Regions from separate parts of the Gossypium hirsutum genome. Here region 2 is linked to region 1. Evidence: chromatin contacts called from public Hi-C data. All regions are on one chromosome and are shown on one strand. Each heading gives the region's core, a stretch centred on a gene start, on an enhancer-like site or on the middle of the called end of the contact. The rest is flanking DNA. Distances are from core to core; before and after follow the strand shown. Region 1 holds the start of LOC107887160. Region 2 holds the start of LOC107887189 (nudix hydrolase 4).

Region 1 (6,081 bases), core at 52-2,551:
CCAATATTGTTGCTATTGATTTCTGTATATGTTTGATTTTTGTATCTATCTCCCTCTTTTTTCTAAAATAAAAAAAACCCATTACAATACTTTCCAAAGACTTTTATAGCCTATTTTACAACTTATTTTGCTTGTTTGTAGGTTCATTTGAGCACGTCTTTGATGTGGCCTAGTAGAGGAGTGCACGACGCGGAGGGACGCGCGACGTGCGGTGCTTGGGAACCTCCACGGTTGCAGCGGCTGAGGGTGTTAGATGCTAGAGTTTTCATTTTTCTTTAATTTTGTTGGGCTGTTAGGGTTGTTTTGGGTTTAAGTCTGATGGGTTTAGGGTTTGGGTAATGGTTTGTATTGGGCTTAGAGATTGGATTAAGTTTGTTTTGTTAATTGTTTTGGGTTTTAAATGTATTGGGCCCTGGGTATAAATTGGGCTTAAGAAGCAATATAAATAAAACACCAAAAAAAAGATACCGAATTCATATATATAAAGCAATTATATTTATCGGTAAGATGTATACATATTAAATAGGTAGAAAAATTTTAATCCTTAGCAGTTTCTGACTTGAATTTAAATAAAAAATAAGATTGAATAATAACATTAAAATAGTTGCAATTTAACAAGTAAATATTTTTAAAATAATAATAAAATTAACAAAAAAATAATGTTATATATTATCTAAACAATAATAATAAAATAGTACTAATATAATAGTAAAAAGATAGTAAAATAGAGAAATAAAAACAACAAAAAAATATCATCAAAACAACAAAAATAGTAAAAAAAATTGTCCTTTTGTGAATTTGGGTCGGGCCCGGGCAAAAAATACATTATCCAAGGCCCGACCTATTTTTAAATATGTCTTATTGTTTTTGCCCAAATCTATTTGTTGGTCTATATTTTTGTCTAAATCCTAACACTTTTCGAGCAGAGTTTTAGACTGAATCGGATGGCTTAACCTATGAACAAGTCTAGATATACGAAAGAAAATATTTTTAGTAATGTTATGCATAAATTAAAATGTATAATAATTTTAAATAAAATTTAAGGTTGTATTCATGGAATATTAAATTTATTTTTTTTGGTAAGTGAAATTAAAATTATTTTGAATGATAAGTTGTGATGGTATATACCAAAAGTAGTTATATTTTACAGAGAAAAACAAATAATGACACCTAGCATGTAGTATAACTCTATTGGTGGATCCCTCCCTCTTATGTCGTCAGCAAAATACAATTCCATCAATTTGGAAATATCAAAATAGTTAATAAAAATTATTAACGGTGTAAACTAAATTTTTTAATGTTTTTTAACCCTTTTTTTTTCCTTTCTGTTTCTCTTGTTGCTTCTGCCTCTGTTCCCTCCCTTCTTCATTAAAGTAGTTTTTCTATGTTAAATTTCATTTCGGCACATTCATGGAGAATTAAGTTATTTGATTGTAAAGTTGGGGTGGGTCTTTTCTTCTTCATTTGGGGCTTTACAATAACATCCCTCTCTTTTCCTTTTTGTTCCTTCAATTTTGGTACTCTATAAATTAAATTTCTTCACATGAAAAGGAAGGACAAAGAAAGTGATAAAACAATGGCTGATTCCACTGAGTTGGACTTGCAGAGCAGCAGCGATTACTCTTTTGTATGGGATCCTCAAACTCACCTCTATTTTCATGCCAGGTTGATTTATTTATTTACTTCAAATTTTCTATTTTATTTTTTATTTATCTATAAACTATTACTATTAATTCTTCCTCTCATTTTTATGAAATTACTTTTTATATTTGAGAAATTAATTGTAGATTTTTTTTCCTTTAAACTTCGATGATTCTATCCCAATATGTCATACAATTGGTTTTTTTTTCCTCTCTCTGTCTCTCTCAATGATCTTTTGTTCATTTTGGCACCGTACGCCTTCGTTTGATTTGTTGCAGTAGTGGATTTTACCATGATCCTGATGCCGGATGGTACTATAGCAGTAAATATGGTCTCTATTACACATTTGAGAATGGAAATTATGTGCTTTTGGACATGGTAGTTAGCTCATACCTTCTTTTATCTGGATGATTAATCCTATGTTCGGTATGCTTTTCATGTTAGGTTTTTGATTCCAAAATGATTTTGCAGGAAGGAGCTGTGGCTGATAATTCTGTTTTAGATGAGCCTTGTGCCACTGCGTCTTATAATGGTCCCGAGTATAATCGCTCTTCGTCTCAGGGCAATGAAGTTGATGCTCAGAATACTACTATAAATGTTGCTGATGAATCTACTAGTACAGGTAAAATTTCTCTTTACTCAATATTATGCTGTGGAATGATTGAAGGGTAGTTGAAGGAACAAGTTTTCTTTGAGCGGTGCAATCTGTGAATCTGATTCATTAGTACAAAATTTCATCTCAAAAATAAGTTCTACTTTTGTAAATAATGTTCTGTTGATTGGATTCTCTTTCGCTCTAGTGCTTTAAACCAATTCACGGTACTTCTGATTACCAGGTCCGATAGAGGACACCAGTGCTCAAGCATCTGAGCAGCCACCACCACCATCAGAGTGGTTTGCTACTTCTGACATTTTATATCCTATATTTTGGTTGAACTAGTTGATTACGTGTTTTCTTACTGAGGTATCATCTTGATTCAGGTTAGAAGACACACTCATCGACCTTTATCTTTCTGGGTATAACTTAGCTGCCAATTCTGCTGCTGATGCAAGTATTTCGTTGGAAACAGACGAAAAAGAGAATTTCAAGTTTCCTACTGATGGTTTGTCACAAATTTGCTTGTTCAAAATTTCTAAATGCTTGCTAGCTTCTGAAGATGATTGTAAAAAGTTGGTTATGTTCTGAAACTTATCTAACGGTGTTCTGTTGAGGGGCAGGAAATGATGAGATGTACGAGTTGGACGAGGGTGAATGGATCCCAGAGGAAAGCTTTGGTTTGGGCGGTTCAAGTGAAGTTGTCCCATATGAAGGTCTTGCGACAACGTTGCTATTGTTACATTTGACTGATATCCAATTTATTTGAAATAAACATCTACTTCAGTTTTGCCTACAAATTTTAACTCTTAAGGGATTCCTGTGGGACAAGTTCCACGAGTCTAAATGAACACACTGGAAAATTTTCATTCAGGTGATACATGGGATGAAGAGAACTGGCGAGCCCAATACGGACAAGTCACACGTTGCAAAGATGAGCCCTTGCTAGAATTTCCAGTTGTGGATTTGTGGGATTGGAGTATGGTGACAAAACCAAAAGAGGATGGAAAAAAGCAAGTGGCTAGACTGATAGGTCGGCTGGTGAAGCGGTCGGCTAAAGTTCACCCCTCCGTGCCTCTTGGCGGTGTTCTATTAAAAACTGCTCCCATATGTGAAGTTCATCTTGATCTGGTACGAGTTAGAACAGGTTTGCATCTGCCACTTCTCTAGAACAACTTTGCAAACGAAACAAAGGGTGATTCTTGGGTTTTGATCGGGAGGAAGTGAGGAAATTATGTCTTCTTCTAAAACAACTCTCTTCATGAAATCTAATGTTAATGCTCCTAATTTGTAAGGTTGTACCCCCTCCGCCATTATTTATTTCAGGACAAGTGTACAAATTGCGAACTCCATGTCCAAGGTATTTAGCTTCCTTGTCAACATATGATTCTTCTGATCCAACAAAAGATTGGGGCTTCCCTGATTTATTAGTCAATAAGAAAAGTTTCGTCCAGTTCAAATCTAGACAAAAGCAAAAATCAGAAGCAACTAGAGAGAAAGGCTTGAAGGATTTGTCTATGTTGTCAGATCAGCCCTCTACATCTTTGAAGGTAGCGTTTGCTTTCAAGAAGTTTAATTCCAAGTTCTTTTTCTGTAGTTATGCATGTGAAGAATATAATTAAAAACTATAAGTAGATGGGAAAGTATAAGAAATTTAATAACAATGAAAGAATTGGTATTCTACTGAAGCAGAGGACAGTATTTATTTGGGGTGTAATTAAGCTGAGCTGAGCTCAAGTTATAAGAAGTTCGAGCTCCTCTCAATATTTGGGGTTGGAATTTGACTTAAGCTCAAATCTCACTTTTATAGCCCAAGGTCGATTCAAGATAAAAAAAAAAAAAAAAAGATTGTTCGAGCTCTTTTGGTTAGGATCATTTAAGTGTAAAAAATGAGATTGATTCTTATGATCAACTTCAAACTCGATTTTTATGTGTGAGCTCAAATTGATATTTTTAAATATTACCAAAAAATAAAACTAGAGGACTCAAGTAGGCTTGCAAACTACTTGAATTAATTATTAAGATATTCGAATTTGGTTTACTCAATAGCTTGAGCTACTTGAGCTTGACTCAAAAATTACTAAACCAGAGTTTTTTTTTTTCAAGTCAAACTCAAGTAGCTTGTGTGCACATCTCATTCACATCCCAATGAGATGATATCAAGTAAACATTCCAAAGTTTCATGGGAAAATATACGATCTTCACATATAGTCCTTTTTTCCTGATTTGGCTTGTTAAAAATTCATTTAATTCCAATACCATTTATGTTGCCAAGAGACTGCCTAATGGTCATCACACATTCAACACCTTTACATCAAATTTGGAGGCTCAATTTATATACCTATTCCCACTTAACTGTTATTTCTTTCTTGTTTCACCCAAAAGAAGAAATTAAAAAGAAATCAGTTTTTTTCTATAAGAAAATTCATATGTAGACTGGAGGTAATTTTTGTTAGTGTCTTGGAACTCAATTATATTGGATGCCATTTTTTATAGGAGTTTGTGTGCGCTATGCTGATTCCTTTCACACTCTGCCTTTTCCTTTGTCTCTTGCAGGGAAGCCATGCATATCGTGATAGAGCTGCTGAGAGAAGAGCCTTGCGTGGTGGCTTTGGTCTGGGTCCAGGGCAAAAGAATGCAGGAAGTGACCATGATAATGATCCTACCTGTATAGAAGATGCCAAAGCTGAAGCCTTGAACATGTCATTTGGGGCTGATAGTTATGCCAGACGAATTATGGAAGGCATGGGCTGGAAAGAGGTGAGTGTTGATCTTATTACATGTGGTACATGAGACAAATACTTACATCTATGATGATATTGAGGGGTATGAAACCTTTTATCCTAGATATTAACCAGTCATGACTGACACTAATTACTCATGTTGATTGGATGAAAGAATTATTTTTAAAAAGGAAAAAAGTAAGATTAAGACACCAGAGAAAAATGCTTCTTCGATTATACTTGACACTTTTGTCATAAAGTCTTATATAACCACCATTTTCCTACTGTTTGAAACTTAAATTGGATGCAGGGGGAGGCTCTTGGTAACACCATAAAGGGCTTGACAGAACCATTACAGCCAACCGGGAACATTGGTAATGCTGGATTAGGATGGCCTCAAACAAGGCACCGCTAGGATTACTAGCCACCATCAACTTTCTTTTTATACTTTGGGCCGATGCTATATATTATAGTTTCTGGAAACTCGTGTGTGGACGGTAAAGCACCATGATCAAAGTTACATAAATGGAAGAACATCATGGTGGTGTTCACGGTTTAAATTCCTTTATCATCCTCTCTTTTGGTTAAATTCCTCTTGTTTTAGGTAATACTGGCTGTGAGTAAATGTGAATGGGGGTGATATCATTATTGTTGCAAACGTTGTGGGTTATATCAATATTGATTTATTGCTTTCAGAGGAGGCCAACTTTTCTTCTATAATGTCCACCCATAACAAATACATTAATTATATAAAGAAAAAAACATATTCAAACTGAAACTTCAAAGTAGTATTCTGATTTATTACTTGCTTGTAAAATATCAGATAGTGTGTGGTGTGTGTGTGTATGAAGTTGCTAAAGAACTATACGTAAAGTGTCTTACGATCCATTAACCAAAAATAGCTTTTGATCGTTACTAATCATACTGGTATCAAGAACTTTAGCACCATCCTGGGACAAAATGCAGCAATAACCATCACCACATTGTAACTGCTCCTTGGCTTCCTTGACGAGTTCATTCATGCTTTGCGGCACCCATAACACCACTCCCTGTCTTTTCTCCTCCTTTTCATGCCATGGATGATATGGGAAAACTGTGCATTTTTTCTTCCACATCTCTCCT
Region 2 (5,934 bases), core at 1,748-4,247, 690 kb after region 1:
CTGCGTTTTCTATTGAGGTGGCAATAGGGAGCCTGAAAACGCATCCTACAGGGCATGCTTTTAGCCCCTTAGCTGGCATCTCAACAAAAAATGTTTCTTGTAAGACATATTTTCTGTTTCTCTCTCCAAAGTTGACCTATTTCATTAAATATTGAAAAAATTGATCTAAAACTCTAATTTCTTTTAAAACCATATTTTCTTCAAATTTACCCGAAATTTTATATTTGAATCTCAAACTAAATTTTGAAGACTCAAAAATTAAAATTTTTTATTTCTTTTTTTTGTTTTACTTGAAAAGATATATTCTCAGTATCGTTCTAATTAAAATTTTAGATTTCTTTTTTTTTTTGTTTGTTTTACTTGAAAAGATTTATTCTCACTATCGTTCTAACTTAAAAGTTTTTTTAAAAGGAAATTTAAAAAGTTAGTTTAACTTGAAAAGTGATTTTGAAACTAATGCTAAACATATTTCGTATTAATTATGTTTAAAATTTGCCTTGAAAAATGTTTTTGAAATTAAATGCTTGTCACATTAAAAAATTAATTGGAGATAAGATTTTAGATTAAATAAAGATTTTAAAGCTTATGTATTATATTGAATAAAAAAACTAAAATATGATTATATTAAGATAAGTTCTAAAGTGAAATTTTATTATAGTGAAATATTATAGATTTTTTATAATTAATTGGTTAAAAGATAGAAATAAAAATATTGTAGTCAATTGGGGGTTCGAATTATACTTGAAACTGTTAAATTAATTATTGAATACATAGATTTTCTTTGAAAATCAATTTTTCTTTTTTAGTGTTGAAACTAATGTAGTTGGTTCCACACTAGTTTCAGTCGATGTGCATTGTTCTAATAATAAACCAATGCAATCAACTTTTTTTTTGAACTAATTAAAATTATGGTCTATTTTGTTCACATTAGTTAAAACATTGTGCATTGACTGGTGTATAAATAATATTAAGAAATATAATTTTTTTTACTTTTTACTATTATGGTCATAAATAATAAAAAATTTTATTTGATCATAGTGTATCAATCTATGTATAAATATGTTATATTTTAAAATTTATTTAAAATTATTTATTTGATATTTGTAAATAATTTTTTATACATATATTAAATAATTTTTTTAAAAAATATCAATAAATTTGAAATAATATATCAAAATATATCAATATTGGTACACAACAATTCTAGCAAATAAATTATACATCTAATGGTGTGATACTAATTTAATTGAAATGGGTTGAAATTTGACATGAGTAGTAGTGAATTGATATTTTTTTTATTAATAGTTGATTTTAAAAATCGAGGATGTTAGGGTAGGAATTAATTACATAAGCATATGAAAATACTTTTGTAAGGTGTAAAAGGTAAAAAAGAACTTGCTGGGGTTGATTATTCAATAAATAAATGAGAAGTTGGAGTTGACGGGGCTGGAAGGAAATGAAGATAAAGCAAAATGGGGCATTAATTGTCTTTCACAATTGCATTGCGGCACCTAAAACCGTGTACGGGTACCGCTTCCTCCACTCTCAGACTGAGTCTTCCTCAAGTTGCTATGCAACACTGCCACGTGTTTCTGAGGCAACTCAACGCAAACTAACGCTCTCTCATGCGCGTCTTTCCTACCTCCTGACCATTTTCTTTCTTCTTGTCTGCTAGAATACAGAATTCAAATATCATCTTTTAACATTTAATTTAATTTACATCTAATATCTAAAAATAAATGTAATTTTTTAATATTAAGTTAAAATTAATTTCAAATATTTATTAATTAAACATTTAAATATTATATTATTTACTAATTAATTAATTGAAGTGATATGTTAAGTTGTAAAATGATAGAGATTAAAATTTTTATATTAATTTCATAAACTAATATTTTATAAATAAAATATGACAACCTTTTTATAATTAATTGAAATATATATATACATGAGCTAATGTAGATAATATAATTCAGTTATATTTTAATTAAGGATAACTATAAAACTGTAAAGACAAATTTAGTGAATAGAAAAGGTTGTAGGCCTTACAAAAACTATAAAAATGTCTTTTCTGAATAGACAATTTGACATTTGTCAGTATTTTAATTATGTCAAAAAAAAACTTTTGATATAAAAATAAACCGTGACTTCAAATTTTTGAAATGATAAATTTGAGAGAAGGAAAATTTTGAGGAATTGAATTCAAATCTCACATATATTTTAAATATATATATATTTATGTAAAAAGACCAAAAAAATAACCTCAAATTTATATTTGTTGTTTTATAAAAATGTTAAACTTTTGATAATTTTACAATTAAATTTATAGTGAAATAATTAAAATTTTAAATAATAGTGTAAATATATGATAAGTTGGCCTATTTGATTAATACTCTAACCAGTTCAATGCTCTAACGAGTTTCCACTCCGGATCGATACTCTAACCAATTCCCGGTCTAATTTATTTGATCAGCCAGTTTAATTTGACCCAAGCAACATTGATATTACGTGATAAGTAGGCTTAACGTTTACGATTAGATTATGATACCCACTTAAAAAATTAAAACTAAATATATCTAAACTTTTAATGTTACTTATTTTATTCTTTTAAATATTAAAAGAATTATCTCATAGTAAAGGTTTAACGTTTACGATTATTCAAATTTTTAGACTTCACAATTATATTTAAAGTTTAACAAATATATTATAAAATGTACTAAAAAAATAATTATATAAATAAATATAATACTTGTCACACTTTTAAGAGTCTAAAAAATTTTTAGATAACAAATAATTACTTAAAATAAAAATAAAATTATGAAAATGCATTTTAATTTTGTAACTAGGAGCCGAGCAATGGACATAGGATTGGTTGGATTATTATTAAGTAGTTAAGATTCGAGAGCTTTTCAAGGGTTTTTTGTCATCTTCTACTGATTGATTTATTTTGTAATAATTATAATGAGAAATAAAATAAATAAGAAAATTACATGCTTAACGTGTGAAGGATGACTTTTTTAATTAAAAAAACAATTTAGTGACTGTCTGAAATCAAAAACATGGCCGTATGGTGCAGGCGCGTCGGTTTTACAGAGGTTTCGCATCTCTTTCCTTTGTCTCCTTCCACTCTATATTAAACAGGTTGAAACAGAGCCAAACGCGGTTCTCTCTTGGTTGTCATCCACGCTCTTCACCAAATATCTATCTACAAATTGCAATCTCTATATCTGAATATTAGAGAGGAATAAATCTAAAACTCTGCAAAACCACAACGAAAGAAACCCATTTTCAATTTTTTTTTCTATTGCAAAATTTTCTGCTTTTTGTTTTGTCTGAAACTGAAGCCATGGGAGGGATATCGGGGTTGCTTATGAAATTTCCCTCATTGATCCACTTTTTGTTGTCTCTCCTGGAGAAAATCCCTGCGAGATTGCCTATGCCAATTGAGAAATTGGTTTCTCGTGTTTCATATCCTCGCACCGGCAGGCACTTGCAGCGCTATAATAACAGAGGCTTCCGCTTAGTTGTTGGGTAATCTTTTTCTTTCCTTCTCCTCTTTTGATTGGCTTGGTTGAATAGAAGGATTCTAATTATCAATATTTGGTTTGAGCAGGTGCATTCCCTACAGATACAGGGAAAGCGAAGATGCCAAGTCAATTGAGGAAGCGATTGAAGTTCTTGTAATAAATGCACAAAATGGGAAAGGGATATTATTCCCCAAAGGGGGTTGGGAGAAAGATGAATCCATGGAAGAAGCTGCCATTAGAGAGACGGTTGAGGAAGCCGGTGTAGTTGGCGTCATCGAAGTTAGTAATCTACCATAGGCTTTTCCATTTCAAACTCTTGATTCCATTTCTTTCTGATTTTAACTGGATGGATGTATATATATGTTTGCAGTGTAAATTAGGTAAATGGTGTTATAAGAGCAAAAGGCAAAGTATATACCATGAAGGCCACATGTTTGGTCTGCTTGTGAAGCAAGAGTTAGATGGATGGCCTGAGAAAAACATCCGAAAACGGGAATGGGTATGTATTTGGCTGCCATATATATGTATGTAAATGTTAATAATGAACTGAGTACGAAAGAGCTGAACATGTGTTGTTATTGTTATGTATGTAGGTGACAGTGTCGAAAGCTAGAGAAGAATGCCCGCATTTGTGGATGATAGAAGCCTTAGAAGAGTTGGTTTGGCGACAAACGCAGGCAGGTGCGGCCCAAGGAGGAAGTAAATGAAGTAGCAACTATGGAGTTTTGTTGTTTGAATTTGTAGGGTTAGGAAAAGAGATCATTGTAAATAAGAAGACATCAAAACGTTGGATTTCCGAACATTTGTTGGTTTTGTTCTGGTATTCATTTCAGTAGGTAGAAAATTTTTTCATTGATTCATTCATTTGATTTGGGGTTTGAATCCATACAAAAAGTATGATTCACATCAGAATTTAACCTCTGATCATTTAACTCTGGTTGGAGTTTGGTTAGGCCACGTGTTATTGATAAGGACATAGATTAAGCAACTGGTTTCACAAGTCCTCGGTTCAGGATTCAGCCACGTAGGCTTATTCCATTGTCTACACTACATTTCATTTTTCATTTCTTCACCGAATGACCGAAAGTCTATCCTTTGTAATTTCTCCCAATTTGTTTTACACTTATATATTTTGTGTTCATATTTATCTCATACGTGAGTCGTGTTATTAATGATTTCTATTAGGAATAATATTATATTTAGTCCTCTAATTTTACATAAAAAATTTATTTTAATTTTTTGTCTCTTTTAAATGTTAAATTTATATTATTTGTCAAATTATAGTATTCTAAAATGAATGAAAAAGTAAACAAAAATTAACTTTACTGGCATGATATACATTTAGGTTGTCATGTAAATCATATCAGCAATTAATTAATTTTTAAATATTAAAAAATTTAAAATTTATTAAATTTTTTTTAAAAATTGAATTAGACTGTCATGTGTATATTACAAATTTTACAAATGTTAACGTTTCTATTATTTTTTGTGATTTGATAAACAATGTAAATTTAATAATTAAAAGAGATAAAAAAATTTAATAGAAAATTAAAATAACTTTTATTTAAGATTAAAAAGGAAAACTGTTAATGTTTTTATACTTTCATTATTTCATAAATTTTTAATGTAATTTAAAGAAAAACTATAATTATCAATAGTTGTTACATTGTCATGATATATATCAATAGAACTATGATTTAGCGTCCCTTGATTTCTTTGATTATTAAATAGTAAAAATATTAATAATACATTTAGAGTGTGTTTTTGATTAGATAAAAAATTGAAGGGACGAGAAGAGAGAATGAAAAAATGATAAAAAATATGATTATTTTTCACCTAAATATATAGAAATCTATCATTCAATTTTACTTTTCACTTAACCTTTCCTCTAATAGTTAATCTATATCTATATATAATACAAAATCAGCTTCAAATGAAGATCAATTTAGACTATTCACATTTATATATAAAAGAACTAATAACGATAATCTTGGTATGTGAAGTAATTGATAAGATAATCTTCGCACTTTCAATAGTTTTTAATATCATATTAAAATTGAATTAATATAATTATTAATCATTAAATATATTTAGTTAATATTTTCTTTTTACATTTCATTCTTTTCCATTTTTATTTTTTCATAGTATTTATTTTTCTCAATTTTTTTTTTGTTCTCTGCTTACATTCGCATCAATAGTTTTTTCAATTCACTAATTTTATTTAAAAAATTCACACTAATTAAAAATATTTTAAATGTTTTACATTATAATATATTAATCTATATCTAATATCGATAAAATGTATATTTTCAATTTCTAAGGGTTTTATAGGAATGAATATCGTAAAAGTTGACTTTTCTTTTTTTCTTTTATTTTATTTATGTGGTTATTTTAATTAGTAATGTTT

The links. A called contact is a pair of places that touch in the nucleus more often than the background predicts.
Region 2: a contact with region 1 is called in a Hi-C map of leaf, with 1.9 times the contacts expected there. The contact joins the promoter of LOC107887189 here to the promoter of LOC107887160 in region 1. A contact is called at or near these places in 2 of 34 Hi-C or Micro-C datasets (callus and leaf).

The regions. Positions count from the first base shown.
Region 1 is chrA03:45,784,283-45,790,363 of Gossypium_hirsutum_v2.1, forward strand. LOC107887160 reads left to right here and starts at 1,302. Exons shown (of 10, transcript XM_016811317.2): 1 at 1,302-1,665; 2 at 1,923-2,019; 3 at 2,113-2,263; 4 at 2,478-2,535; 5 at 2,623-2,744; 6 at 2,860-2,952; 7 at 3,111-3,383; 8 at 3,563-3,786; 9 at 4,793-4,996; 10 at 5,270-5,654. The coding sequence starts at 1,544. The coding sequence ends at 5,374. LOC107887159 (potassium channel SKOR) reads right to left here. Exons shown (of 16, transcript XM_041096480.1): 16 at 5,657-6,079. The coding sequence ends at 5,838.
Region 2 is chrA03:46,467,713-46,473,646 of Gossypium_hirsutum_v2.1, forward strand. LOC107887189 (nudix hydrolase 4) reads left to right here and starts at 2,998. Exons shown (of 4, transcript XM_016811354.2): 1 at 2,998-3,531; 2 at 3,614-3,806; 3 at 3,898-4,026; 4 at 4,121-4,679. The coding sequence starts at 3,347. The coding sequence ends at 4,234.